4 separate regions of the Mus musculus genome follow, and regions 1, 3 and 4 are each linked to region 2. The links are chromatin contacts, called in public HiCAR-type and promoter capture Hi-C maps. All regions are on one chromosome and are shown on one strand. Each heading gives the region's core, a stretch centred on a gene start, on an enhancer-like site or on the middle of the called end of the contact. The rest is flanking DNA. Distances are from core to core; before and after follow the strand shown. Region 1 holds the start of Rep15 (RAB15 effector protein). Region 2 holds the start of Etfbkmt (electron transfer flavoprotein beta subunit lysine methyltransferase). Region 3 holds the start of Stk38l (serine/threonine kinase 38 like). Region 4 holds the start of Klhl42 (kelch-like 42).

Region 1 (3,370 bases), core at 457-2,956, 2.1 Mb before region 2:
ATACAGTATACAGAAAGCAGAACCTTTATTTTGTGACACAAGGATCAAAAGATCATATTAAAACGAAGAAACCCCAATATTTCAATGATCATATACCAGCTGATTCCTGAAGATACCAGAGTCCCATTTTTTTTCCACTGCTGAATTTTAACAGTGTTACCATTCAGGCTAAATTCTACTTGATAAACTTCTTTGGCTCCCACAAAAATTGCTGAGCAGTTTGGAGCTTGGACTTTAATCTTGACTCCATTTGCTTTATAATGAAGAATTTTAGGGTATTACCACATCAACTTGAAGCCTTTGGATGCACTCATATACCCATCAGAAAAGTTTTTGTTAGAATAACTTTGGAAAAACAAAAAAAACAAACAGAACCTTTACATCTTAAGTTTCTTTTTTTTTCCCTTTGCTAAACTCATCATTATGTTGAACTAAGGAGTCCTGCCTAGCCATGTCGATTGTACCTTACACTCAGACTGTCAGCTGATGGGGCTTCGTATTATTTCAATCAGAACCCAAATATTTTAAAGCTGTAGAACATTTTCTAATGGCTATCCTGTCCAACAGCAGGTTGCTCATGTTTTCTGTCACACAGGGCCCAAAGGCTTTTTGTAAAGAAAATAGAAAGCTACAAAGCAGCTGTTGAGTGGTATGTGTCTATGAGTGTTTTCAGCAGGGTTGGAGACAATCTACTTTTCATTCAGGGCTACTCTAAATGAGATCCCCTGTGTTCTGGACAGGAGCTTAGACACTGGGGGACAGGTGGACAGGTCACTTTACAGTGATAGATCTGGTGATAGCTATTTCCAAATGTCAGCAGTATGCCGTTTTTATGCTCTGCAGGTTATAAAGCTGTTCATTGTGAACCTTGTAACACTGCTGGTTATTTCTAATTAAATTATCAGATGCTAACATGCTCCCATTCATGATTTCATGACAATATTGGCTTCTTCCTGTATTGGGGTTTTAGTTTAACATGAATAAATACCACCATTTGAAAGCTCAGTTTGTTATTAGAACCTGGTTAAAATACCAGCAGACTGTTACAGATGCCAAATATTCTTTATCAAGGACAATGTAACAACTGATGATATGTGATAAAGTTAAAAACTTTTGATTATATATTTTATTTACAAAAGTATTATGCAAAGTTTGCATTACCTTATGAGAGGAAATAAAGTCAATTGATAATTGCCTTGTGTATTTGTCATTGTTTCTTTGTTCAGAAAAACAAAGTCTTCATTTCTGGTGGAAACAGTAACTGATTTTTGTTTGTAAACTTGCACGTTTGATTGAGTTTTTTTGAATCAGACAAATTGAGATCTCTGCTTAAGAAGTACATATAAAAGGAAATGCCAGCAACCTGCCTGGGGAAGGAAGGGTCAGAACAGATGCGTCAAAAAAGGGAAACAGAAGAGACACAAGCTTAGAGACATTGGTTGGAGAATGTAGGAGTCTAACCCATACATTCACGTGCTGGTTTTATTTTGACTAGTTTTTAGAAACAGGAGCCACATCCAGGAAGAGATCAAATGTAGCCTGTACATAACCTGGAGTAGAGCAGGTGTTTTGTGTGAAATTGTCATTTGTCACTTGGCAAGCATCAGGAATCTGTGAGCACAACACACCCAGTTGACAAACGGGGCCCTCCCTCACATGTTTGTCTAGCCTCGGGTCTATATGGCTAGCCACATCAAGGAAGCTGTGGCATTAGGAAGCTGGTGGTGGCTTTAACAGATGTGGCTTTGCTGAAGAAAATCTATGAGAAAGAGGCAGTTCCCGGTGACATTCACATGCTGAATAGCTAGAAGCAGCATTTACTGGGTGTGAGAAAATGGGACAAAAGGCTTCACAGCAGGTAGCTCCGAAGGACAGCCAGGAGGTTCTTGCCATGTGTGAGGTGGTCAGTGCGGCTATTTCCCATGCAGCGCAGAAGCTGAAGGAGTACCTCGGGTTTGAGTATCCGCTGAGCAGACTCTGCCTTGCAGCGAGTTCACTGACTGAGGTCTTCCTCGTCCACTTCGTTACCTTCTGCCAGGAAAGGGGAGCGGATGAGTGGCTCACCACCACCAAGATGACCAAGCACCAGGCCTGGCTGTTTGGAGCAGACTGGATTTGGACCTTCTGGGGACCTGATAAGCAAATACGGCTTCAGGTGGCAGTGCAGACTCTGAGGATGGCTTCGCTCCCTCTGACGGACCCAAAATCCTGTGAGTCAAGGGGAGAGGAGTCTTGGAAAAAAGGCAGATTTGACAAGCTGCAAGAGTTCTGTAACTTGGTAGGAGAGGACTGTCTGGGTCTGTTTATCATCTTCGGTGTGCCTGGAGAACCTAAGGCTATCAGAGGCGTTGTCCTGGAGAGTGTCAGAAACGGGATGATGGAGAGCCAGCTGCCAGGACGAAAGGCTGTGGAGCAGTTTGTGCTGGAAACAAAGGACTGTATCTCCATCAAAGAGCTGCTAGGGAACTGTCTGAGTAAAAGAGATGGGCTGAGTGACATGGGCAGAGTTTACATCCGCATCCTCTAAACTGGGCATGTTGCTGTGACTGGCCTGTGAGACAGAACAGGAGGACAATCCCCAACACAGGGCTATCCACCCCCTACATTGACTGAAAGTGATCCCTGGGTTAAAACTTGCTAGTGTCCCAGTTACGGAAAAGAAAAGAAAAAAAAAATAGCTGTTGCTGTGTCTTGGGAAATTTTACTTTGGGTTTTGTTTATTCAAAACTAAAAATTGGAAGAGAAAATGATAAATTATACATAAAGTTTGATTTGGAAAAAAAAGTTGTCTTTGAACTCATCTCATAGTCACAAGCTTAAAATGTTACTGCTGTTGTAAGGAGAGCAACTGTTCATGAGGTGTGGTGGGGATGTCAGTTTTGGTTCAGGACTCCTAAAGAAAACTTCCCACTGCTGACCTTCTGAGCCCTCCCTCCACAATTGCTTCTTCCCAGCAACTCCACAAATAAAGGACTTTCAAAGTATTTAACATAGGGTTCAACTGGGTGTTAGCTATACCATGAGTTACTGAGTCACCGGTGAAATATGTGTATTCGCAGTAAGGAATGTATTTTCAAACACAATGGTCATATTTTCTAAAATGTCTTCTTGGGACTTAACAATATAAAGAGCAATTGCCACTATTTACTGACCTCGTGTTGGGCCCAGTGCTTTAAATATATTATTATAATTTGCACATGAGGCTCTATTAAGAAGTATGTATTTGGGGCTGGAGAGATGGCTCAGCAGGTAAGAGCACCCGACTGCTCTTCCGAAGGTCCTGAGTTCAAATCCCAGCAACCACATGGTGGCTCACAACCATCCGTAACGAGATCTGACTCCCTCTTCTGGTGTGTCTGAAGACAGCTAC
Region 2 (2,994 bases), core at 386-2,885:
TCATTAAAAGGAAAGCACAGGGCCCTGGACTAAAGGTTTAGCTCTGGTAGAACTATATATCTATCATGAAAGGACAGGATGAGAGGGTAAGTTATAAGTACAGATCTATCTATCATCTATCTATCTATCTATCTGTCTGTCTGTCTGTCTGTCTGTCTAAGGCAAGGTTTCTTGGTCTAGCCTTGACTGTTCTGGAACTGGCACTATAGACCAGGCTGACTTTGAACTCACAGAGATCTACCTGCCTCTGCCTCCTGAGGGGTTAAAGGCATATGCCACCACTGCCAGTCTCCGATTTTTAAAAATTCCTCCAACCCTCCCAACCCCCCATTTTTGAGATAGGATCTCACTAGGTCTGGGACTTGCTATGTAGATCAGGTTGGCCCTTATCTTACAGAGCTTCACCTACCTATACTGGCTAAATTCTGGGATTTGAAGCACATGTCACTACATCTGGAACTTTAAATTTTTCATTTTTAATTATGTGTGTCTGGGTATGTCTTCGTACATGAGTACGAAGTACCCAAGTAGGCCAGAGATATCAGATCTCCTGGAGCTGGGATCACAGGAATTGTGAACCACCCTATATGGGTCTGAGAAGAGAACTCAGATCCTAGGCAAGCACTATACATGTTCAACCACTGAGCATTTCTCTGGCCGCTAAATACAGATTTCTAAAGTTTGTATTACATGTATGTATTCTGGTGTGTGTGTGTGTGTGTGTTGGGGGTGATAGTCAGAGGACAGTTCTTCTTTCCTTCTACCATGTAGGTCCTGAGAAACTCAGGTTGTTAGGCTTGGCAGTGGGCCTCTACTCATTGAGCCACCTAGATAGAGTCCAGGTTTTGTTTCCCTTCCCTTCCCTCCCCTCCCTTCTCCTCTCCTTCCCTCCCTTTTCCCTTTCCCTTTCCCTTTTTCCCTTTCCCTTTCCTTTTGAGACCGTGTCTCATCTATCCCAGGCTAACTTCTAACTTGCTGAGTATGACCTTGAACCATCCTCTCCTAAGTGCTAGAATTAGAGATGGATCCCAGGGTCTCATGCTATATAAACATTCATAATAACTGAGTTACATCCCCAAGCCCCAAATCAGATTTTGACCAGGCATCTGAAGAACATTTTTCAATTTGTAAATTTAGATACAGCAACATGGTTTGCCATTTTCTTAGTTTGGGATGTTTTTCTTTCTTGTACATCATAGCAGATTTTCGGTAATGAAGGTGAAATGGGTTAATTTTGAAGTCTTGAGTTGAGGGGCCAGTGGAAAATTTAGTCATTAGAAAGTTGGATATAATAGATCCTGAACCTACAGGCTGAAAACAGTCTTACGTGTGACTTTATAATTATGACACACCGCAACTGAATGTCATAAAACTTTACTTGCCACTCCAGGTTCATACTCTTAACAGTATGCTTGGCATACAGTGCTAGCAGCATAAGTCCAGCAAGAGGTTTTAGAAATCAGAATTCGCAGACATGGCTCACACGAGTTGTGCAATTGCGCTTCATTCAGGTCTATAGGGTCTGACCTGAGGAGTCGCCAGGTTAGGGCTTCGGCGTTCCCAGTTGCCTTGGGAACCGAGGGACATCCAAAACAAAACACAGTTCGAAAGAGGGCGGAGCCGGTGCGTAAGCCCTTCGGTCCGGGCGGCCCCGCGTTCCGCGTCTCATTGGTTCCAAATTTCGCCGCCTTCACGTACCCACTACGCTGTGTAGTTAGAGCCACGGGCTCAGTCTTCCTCTCCCGAAAAAGGAGACCTACCGTACTTGTTTTTTTTTTTCTCCTGCACGTGAAGGGCGAGTTCCACTTGCTGATCGAATAAAGTCAGGTAAGGCCACAAGGACTGCACTACCCTTTAAAGTAGACTCCTGTCCTTTGTTTTGGAGGAAAGTAACGTGGTCACAACATTGTTTGGAGTTTAACCTTTTTGTTTGCTTGGCACAGAGTCTCAGGTTGTAGTCTCTGGGCTGCAATGTAGCCTAGACTGTTTCGAGTTAGAGGCAGCCCTGCCTTACTTAGCTTCCCAAGTAATGAAATTAGAGAAATGCCCTGCACTGTTTGCTTGTTTACGTACTTTATCTGTGTGTGCACGTGCGCCTGTGGAGGCCAGAATGTGTCTCCAGAAGCTAAGACATTGGAATCTGTGGACCTGTAGAAGAAAAGCAGCTCTCTTAATACCCGAGCCTTCTTTCTAGGCGGTTGGTTAGTTGGTTGGTTCGGTTCGTTTATTCGTTCATCCATCCATCCGGTCTGTCTGTCTGTCTTTTTGTAAAGTAGTAGTACAGGGAGGCAGTCCTACAGTGGGCAGATAGGAAGAGGGGCCATGGATGGGTAATAAAGGTGGAAAACTTTAAAGATGGTTGGCTTTTCCTCACCCACCTGACCCAAGACCAAAAAAAAAAAAGCCTGGCAATTTAAAAAGCCTTGTAGCTTTTTCTCCTTCCCATGCTGATGGCCTGGTTCAAAAAGTTCAAAGCCAGATCAGGGCAGTTTTTCAACCATTTTCTCATTCTTCAAAGTGACTCACACTAAATTAGGGGAGGAAACCTCTTCAGAGACTTCAAAATCAAAAACAACCCGTCCCCCCAATTCTCAAGAAGGGACTATTTTCAGCTACCCTCTGCTTTGCCGAGGAGGGGCTTTTTCTCTGCGTTTGCTGCATGTGTGTGTTTCTTTACCCCAATAAAAGCATTTCTTCAACATCTGATTCTGTCTGCTTCTGTCTTCAGGTTTTGATATTTCTCCACTGCTACCTGTTGAGCTCAGAAGTTTTTAAACTCTTGGCAGAGAAAACTGAATCCAATCAAGAACCTTTAGACAGTAATGCCAGTTCAATCAGGTATTACCGAGTACACAGACAGGGCTGACTTGAATTCTTATCATTGTTTCCTTTTTCCATGGAGATCTGCCTGCCTCTGCCTCCCAAGTGCTCAGATTAAAGGCCAGGAGTTTACTATTGTGCCCAGCCTGATGTCATTCCAGTAACATAATTTGA
Region 3 (3,128 bases), core at 590-3,089, 2.4 Mb before region 2:
TGGATGTTTCTGTGGAATAAACACTCTTTGTTTTTGCATACTATCTGAGTCTGGGCTCTTCCTTCAGTGATTTTTGGACCCTTACATTGTATATATGTGTCTCTGTGTAAGTGTGCACATGTACATGTATGTAGGTGCCTCTGGTAGCTGAAAAGGGGCATCCAATTTCCTGAACTGGAGTTACTAAGGTGTGCACCATCTGCTGTGGGTGCTGGGAACCTAACTCTGGCCTTTTGTGAGAGCAGAAGAGGGCCATCCTCTAGCCCTTGCATATATTGTTTTAATAGTGTAAAAGCTAAGGGTATTTCATAAAATCCCACTGTTTGAAGAATGGATTTGTTTTTTTTTGTTGTTTTGTTTTTTTTTTGTTTTTTTTTTTTTTTGTTTTTCGAGACAGGGTTTCTCTGTATAGCCTTGGCTGTCCTGGAACTCACTCTGTAGACCAGGCTGGCCTCGAACTCAGAAATCCACCTGCCTCTGCCTCCCGAGTGCTGGGATCAAAGGCGTGCGCCACCACACCCGGCTCCAAGAATGGATTTGTTAATAGTGATTGGGAATATTGGTTTGTCTTACTCAAAGACCAGTTTTATCTTAAAAAGCAAAACTCTTGTCACTTTCCCAAAACTCTCCCCTGTGTTCTCCATGGGAAAGTGATTTTCTAAATATCACACACTCTTCTCCCTTTATCCACAGATTCACTTTGGCAGTACCCACAGTCAACCATGTTCCAAAATTATGAAGTGGAAAATTCCAGAAATAAATGATTCACCAGTTTTAAACTGAAAATGCCGTTCTAAGTAGCCAATGAAGTCTCTCACTCCCCTCACTGTGTTGCTCCCAGGACGCTAGCAGTTCCTCTGGAGTGTCAATGTTGTGTATGTGAAACTCCTGGCCCCCTGGGAGGCATGGTCCTTGTTCCAATAATCCTCATTTTATTTCATAATAGCCCCAAAGCACAAGAGCAGCTGGCTGTCTACATCAAAGATAAGATTTAGCCTGCTTTTGTATTGTTAAGACTGGGTCTCACTCTGTAGCTCTAGCTGGGCTCAAACTCACTATGTAGCCCAGGCTGGTCTCAAACTTGCCGCAGCTTCTGCCTCAGCCTCCTTGGTGATGGGATTACATGCATGAAACACTGTACCTGGCGTCAAAGTTTGTTTGTTTGTTTGTTTTTTTAAAGTAAATGTTGTTGAGGTTGCTTAAATCTATGGTTCGGTTGTTAATCTCTTACTGTGCTGGATGTATAAATTAAGAGTAGGTGTGTGTAGGACACACAGTGTATAGTGTTTGGCTAGTCCGCGGGTCCTGAAGTTTGCCTGCCTACCTTTGATGCGAAGGGAAGAGACAATGACGACGACAATTTTCTAGCCTAATGCTGTATGTTATGTTGTCAACTGCTCTGGGATTTTTCAGGTAAGTTTAGCAAATTTTCATGTATGCTGGTAAGTTTCTTGTGGTCTTCCTAAATTCTAAATCCTCCTAAGCCTTTCGGGTTCAGTTATAGAGACGTGGAAGTCACAGAGCTGCTACATTGGTGATCTCTCCTCTATGGAGCCATCTTTGCATTGCCTTGAGGAGAGCTCCATCACACCAGGCCTCTCTCAGGGTCAGGCAGAACCAGTTAGAACTGGAGAGGGCCATGAGACAAGAACGTTACAACGCCCAGTAGTGATTAGACTGAGCTCAGGTTCCTGGACCAACCTACACTTCCGCCCGCGAAGGTGGGGGTCGGTACTGGCGCTGACGCCAGAAGGACACTTCCGCCTGGGTGCGTATGACGTCAGGGGCGACCCCTTTAAAAAAAAAAATCTAGGAGATCAAGTCTCGCGAGATTCTGGCGCGGCCGCTTTGGCACCGCCTCACGGGGCGGGACGAGGCGGGGCCTGGCGCGAGAGACGCGCGCCGCGGGCTGCGGTGACTGAGGAGGAGGCTGAGCGGGCGCGGGCGACACCGGCAGGTGAGAGCGGGCGAGGGCACCGGCGCCGGCGCGGGGCAGGGCCGCGGGGCTAGGGCGGCGCTCGCTGCGGGGAGGTGTGAGGGGCTTGGCGCGGTACAGCCCGCGGCGCCCAGCCCAGGTGTCCCTGGCGGAGCGGAGAACCGCGGCCGTGCGCGGCGTCCCCGGGCTGCAGGCGGGGCCGCGCCCCCACCGCCTGTCAGTCACCGGGGCCTTCGCCGAGCCGGGTGCGGCAGCCTGCGTACCGGGAGCGGAGCCGCCAGCCCCGCGCGCGTCCTGCTCCGGGCCCACCTTCCCGTCCCCTCCGGACGCAGAGGGCACGGCTCGCCGGCACAAAGTTGCCGGTGCACAGCGACGGCAAACTGTGCCCGAGCCGCGGCGTCCCTGTCACCGATGCTACTTTCTCTGTTGCGGGGTCGCTCTTGGGTCCCGAAGTTTGGAGAAACGCGGTGAAGAGATGCGAGGTGGGTCTGGAGCAGCGGCTGGTGTAGAGGTGCGCTGCTGCCGCCCCTCGGGACTCACTCGGTGCAGAGCCGGCGCGCTCTCCGGCTCCTCTGCAACTTGGGACGCGTTTCGGTAGAAGCCACTTATGGATTTGGCTCTGGTATTAGCCACACGACTGCCAAGAAGCCAGGCGAACAAAGTTCAATGGTTTTAAGGTGGTGATTACCCCTTATTTGGCAGTCGTGGCTTAAATCGGTCAGGTCTCCCTACTTTAAGTCAATAAGCCTTGCAATTTGCATATCAAGTTGTCTTGATGTCTCACGCACAAGCCTAAATGGAAAGGTTTTTCTCTTACGCCTCAGGATATATAAAACAATTAAGTTTATTATGCTCTTTCCCTCGTGGCCAAGAGGCACTTTATTTGAGTTAGTTGCTCTTGTGTCTATTTGGGGAGATAATTTAGTTAAATATACGATAAATTATGATATTGCGCGAGGTCATAAAAGTACTTTTATTTGGAAAATCCTGGTCTCAGAAGAAGTACAAGGGATAAAAGTTTGGTATTTGCCTTCGCTCTGCTGAGCGTTTTTTCTCCTAGTTAGAGGCCCGATTAGGCATCCCATTTGTTGGGATGTGTTTAGAATGAGAAGCATAGTTCGGTGTAGTTTCCGTGCTCTTTTGAAAGGCCTTGCTGTTAAGTAATGAACAAATTAGACTCAGAAAAACCACA
Region 4 (3,177 bases), core at 432-2,931, 2.1 Mb before region 2:
CTCTTCCCGTACAAAAGACACACATTCCACAGCAAATCCTCCCCACTCTCCCACCTTTATGCTCTTTTAGCCCCTTCTTCCAAGTAGTTCCCTGAGCTTGTGGGGAGAGGTTGCTATAGAAGTCCGGTTAGGGCTGAACACCCAGTCCCTTGTTCTCAGCACTTTGATGAGCTGTCTGCCCACTACAGACAGAGACTTCTTGGGCCAAGGCGGATGGAGAGCAGCACTGATCTGTGGCTATGAACGTAAGTATTCAGAAGGTAACTTGATAGCATATCCATTTAGCAAAGCAACAGCAGTGAGCCCCTTAGGGCTGTGACCCTGAGCACCAATTGTCAGTGTTTAATGATCAATGACAGCTTCATCCACTCAATGATGACATTAAACAACGTGTTCATGAAGCCTTGATACTACTATAGCTTAAATACTTTGTAACAAAGAAGTTTATATGTATTTGTCTTTATGCCCAGCTTTTTAGAACACTGTGTGGTTTACTGAAGTTATTGGATCTTTTAAGATGCCCCATCGTATGGCCAGGGGTTAAAATCTTGCAGGAGCGGTGCCCAGTATTGTCAGGTACCACTTCAGATTGCAGTCCAGCTGACCTCACTGTGGTAATGTGACCAGGGTTGAATTGCCTCTCTAATGAGAATCATTCTCAAAGGTTGGCTTTCTGGTTTGTTTTAAAAGGCAAGAGAATACCAGTTGGTCTGGAAACAAAAGCTTCCATTGGTAAAGATTCTAAAGAGCCAGAGACTAAGAGCCTGTTCTTCTGGTGACTCACTGAATCCTGCCTTGCTGATGGAGGCGCAGACAGATCCAGGTCCAGCCTTTTTTAAGTCAGCCCTCCCAGAAGCCCCCAGCCTGATGTCTAATGGTAGCTGTGGCATTTTGCCTTGCTGTAGAATCTACTAAATCCTTGGCCCCTCACCTGAAACCCTCCTCATACCCCAAACACTGAGAGTGACAGATGGGGAACGGAAGCCTGCCAGGAATGATTGCAGGCCTGTCAATCACGGGGCTGTGTTCCAAGTTTCTCAGAGTATCCAAGAAAGTAAGGCATAGCAAGCCTCAGGTCCATGTGTTGTGTCTCTTTCCCATGGGAAGGCCGGATCCTGCTAGAATGTTTTCTGTACTTCATAGTTCCTTACCTTTGTGTGTATTCTGCAGAATATAATGGCCGACAGCCCTCTCTCTGTGAAGCAGCCGACGGACACAGTAATGCTGGGGAATGCAAGGCAGGGCACCATGGGTACCAGGGCAGACACTATCGCTTCATTACAGCCTTTGGGATCCAGCCTTCTAACCAAGCGTCCCGCCAGGGAACATAGGAAAATGTTCTTTCCTAACAGCTATGATGGGATGGTGGTGGTGGGGTAGATAGGGATGAGAGCGGGCAAGTGCTACCCAGAGGGGACAGCTCTGACGCATCTTCATCTCCGCATCCCCATCTCCGCATCCTCTCCACCCACCTGCCCTTTTTGCTGCTCAGAGACTCTGCTGTCTTGGTGCTGGGGTTTGAACCATGCCACTGCCTGCCTTCCTATCTGTCTGTCTTGTCCATGGAGTTAATAACTCTTCTAATAAATTGCTTAGCCCTAGTAATCCGTTAGTCCACTCTGGAACCACCCCGCGGATCTAAAACCTCGCAGTACTGACTGGCCCAGGAAAACTCACACAGGGACTGTGGGGCTGCGGGAAACACCAGAAGATCAAGTACGGTGACTTGTGCGTAGGGGGCGAGCACCGCGAACCGACGCGTTTGTTTGTTTCCTAACAACACCGTGCTGGAGAAATGCACAGTGGTTAAGAGTGCACACTCCTGCTGCGGAGGACAGGAGCTCCGTTTCCGCGTAGGGCAGCTCACAACCGCCCTTACCTCAGGCTGCAGGGTGATCTGCCGCCTTTGGCTTCCTGGCACCTGCATTGTAGCGGAGGAACCCACATAGACACATGGATTAAAGATCAGAGAGGCCGTTTACTCGGAGGGCGTGTGACGCACCGGCGGGGCTGAGCCCGGGGCCCGCGGCCCGCGGCGGCGGAAGGAAGGAAGCGAGAGCGCAGGCCGGGCTCGGCGGAGGCTGTGCGCCCGGGGGAGGAGCCTGAGCGGCCGAGCGGCGGGGCGCAGCGGCCCAGCCATGTCGGCCGAGGAGATGGTGCAGATCCGCCTGGAAGACCGCTGCTACCCGGTGAGCAAGAGCAAGCTGATCGAACAGAGCGACTACTTCCGCGCGCTCTACCGCTCCGGCATGCGCGAGGCCGTGCGGCCCGAGGTGGGCCCGGAGGTGCAGCAGCTGCGCGGCCTGAGCGCTCCGGGCCTGCGGCTGGTGCTGGACTTCATCAACGCGGGCGGCGCGCGCGAGGGCTGGGGCCTGAGCGAGGACGAGCTGGCCGAGGCTAGTGTGCTGTCCGAGATGGTGGAGGCCGCGTCCTTTCTGCAGGTCACGGCGCTTCTGCGCTTGCTGCTGTCGCACGTGCGTCTGGGCAACTGCCTGGAGCTGTACCGCCTGGCGCAGGTGTACGGACTGCCCGACCTGCAGGACGCCTGCCTGCGCTTCATGGTGCTGCGCTTCCACCAGGTGCTGTGTCAGCCGCAATTCCCGCTACTGTTGTCGCCGCCGCAGGCCCCCGGGGACTGCAGCCTGAAGCAGAGGCTGAGGGAGGCCCGCATGCGCGGGACCCCGGTCCTGGTGGCCCTGGGGGACTTCCTCGGGGGACCCCTTGCCCCGCACCCGTATCAGGGGGAACCCCCGTCCATGCTTAGGTACGAGGAGACCACGGAGCGCTGGTTCCCCCTGGCCAACAACCTGCCCCCCGACCTGGTGAACGTCAGGGGCTACGGCTCAGCCATTTTGGACAACTACCTCTTCATCGTGGGTGGTTACAGGATCACCAGCCAGGAGATCTCTGCCGCACACTCCTACAATCCCATCACCAACGAGTGGCTGCAGGTGGCCTCCATGAACCAGAAGCGGTAAGTGCAAAGGGGGTGTCTGCACCCTTCATTCATTGCCCTGGTGTTTGCTGGCCAGAGGCGATGGCATCTTGCTTAGTGCTGCTGGCCTGTCGCCTCTGGCGGAGTTCCCAGGGAGCCCAGGGCTTGCTAGGAAGAAGACGAGTACTGTGTCAGCTAGCCTAGTGGTCTTCTTTCAGGTGCAGGCCCCAGGTAAGAATGGT

Evidence for each region. Promoter capture Hi-C pulls out the DNA fragments that hold promoters and counts their contacts. HiCAR-type assays count read pairs that join an accessible place to other places.
Region 1: a contact with region 2 is called in a promoter capture Hi-C map of hippocampal neurons, with 6 times the contacts expected there. The contact joins the promoter of Rep15 here to the promoter of Etfbkmt in region 2. A contact is called at or near these places in 1 of 39 promoter capture datasets (hippocampal neurons) and 1 of 115 datasets of contacts at active chromatin or transcription factors (astrocytes).
Region 3: a contact with region 2 is called in a HiCAR-type map of astrocytes, with 7 times the contacts expected there. The contact joins the promoter of Stk38l here to the promoter of Etfbkmt in region 2. A contact is called at or near these places in 1 of 39 promoter capture datasets (frontonasal cranial neural crest) and 2 of 115 datasets of contacts at active chromatin or transcription factors (astrocytes and embryonic stem cells).
Region 4: a contact with region 2 is called in a promoter capture Hi-C map of embryonic stem cells, with 4 times the contacts expected there. The contact joins the promoter of Klhl42 here to the promoter of Etfbkmt in region 2. A contact is called at or near these places in 5 of 39 promoter capture datasets (cranial neural crest, embryonic stem cells, hippocampal neurons and 2 more) and 2 of 115 datasets of contacts at active chromatin or transcription factors (astrocytes and large pre-B cells).

The regions. Positions count from the first base shown.
Region 1 is chr6:147,030,831-147,034,200 of GRCm38.p6, forward strand. Rep15 (RAB15 effector protein) reads left to right here and starts at 1,707. Exons shown (of 1, transcript NM_025620.2): 1 at 1,707-2,688. The coding sequence starts at 1,835. The coding sequence ends at 2,527. It overlaps Ppfibp1 (PTPRF interacting protein, binding protein 1 (liprin beta 1)), which reads left to right. Exons shown (of 31, transcript NM_001355728.1): 31 at 1-1,195.
Region 2 is chr6:149,139,878-149,142,871 of GRCm38.p6, forward strand. Etfbkmt (electron transfer flavoprotein beta subunit lysine methyltransferase) reads left to right here and starts at 1,636. Exons shown (of 5, transcript NM_001252095.1): 1 at 1,636-1,827; 2 at 2,729-2,838.
Region 3 is chr6:146,723,091-146,726,218 of GRCm38.p6, forward strand. It overlaps Stk38l (serine/threonine kinase 38 like), which reads left to right and starts at 1,840. Exons shown (of 14, transcript NM_172734.3): 1 at 1,840-1,957.
Region 4 is chr6:147,089,394-147,092,570 of GRCm38.p6, forward strand. It overlaps Klhl42 (kelch-like 42), which reads left to right and starts at 1,682. Exons shown (of 3, transcript NM_001081237.1): 1 at 1,682-2,974. The coding sequence starts at 2,139.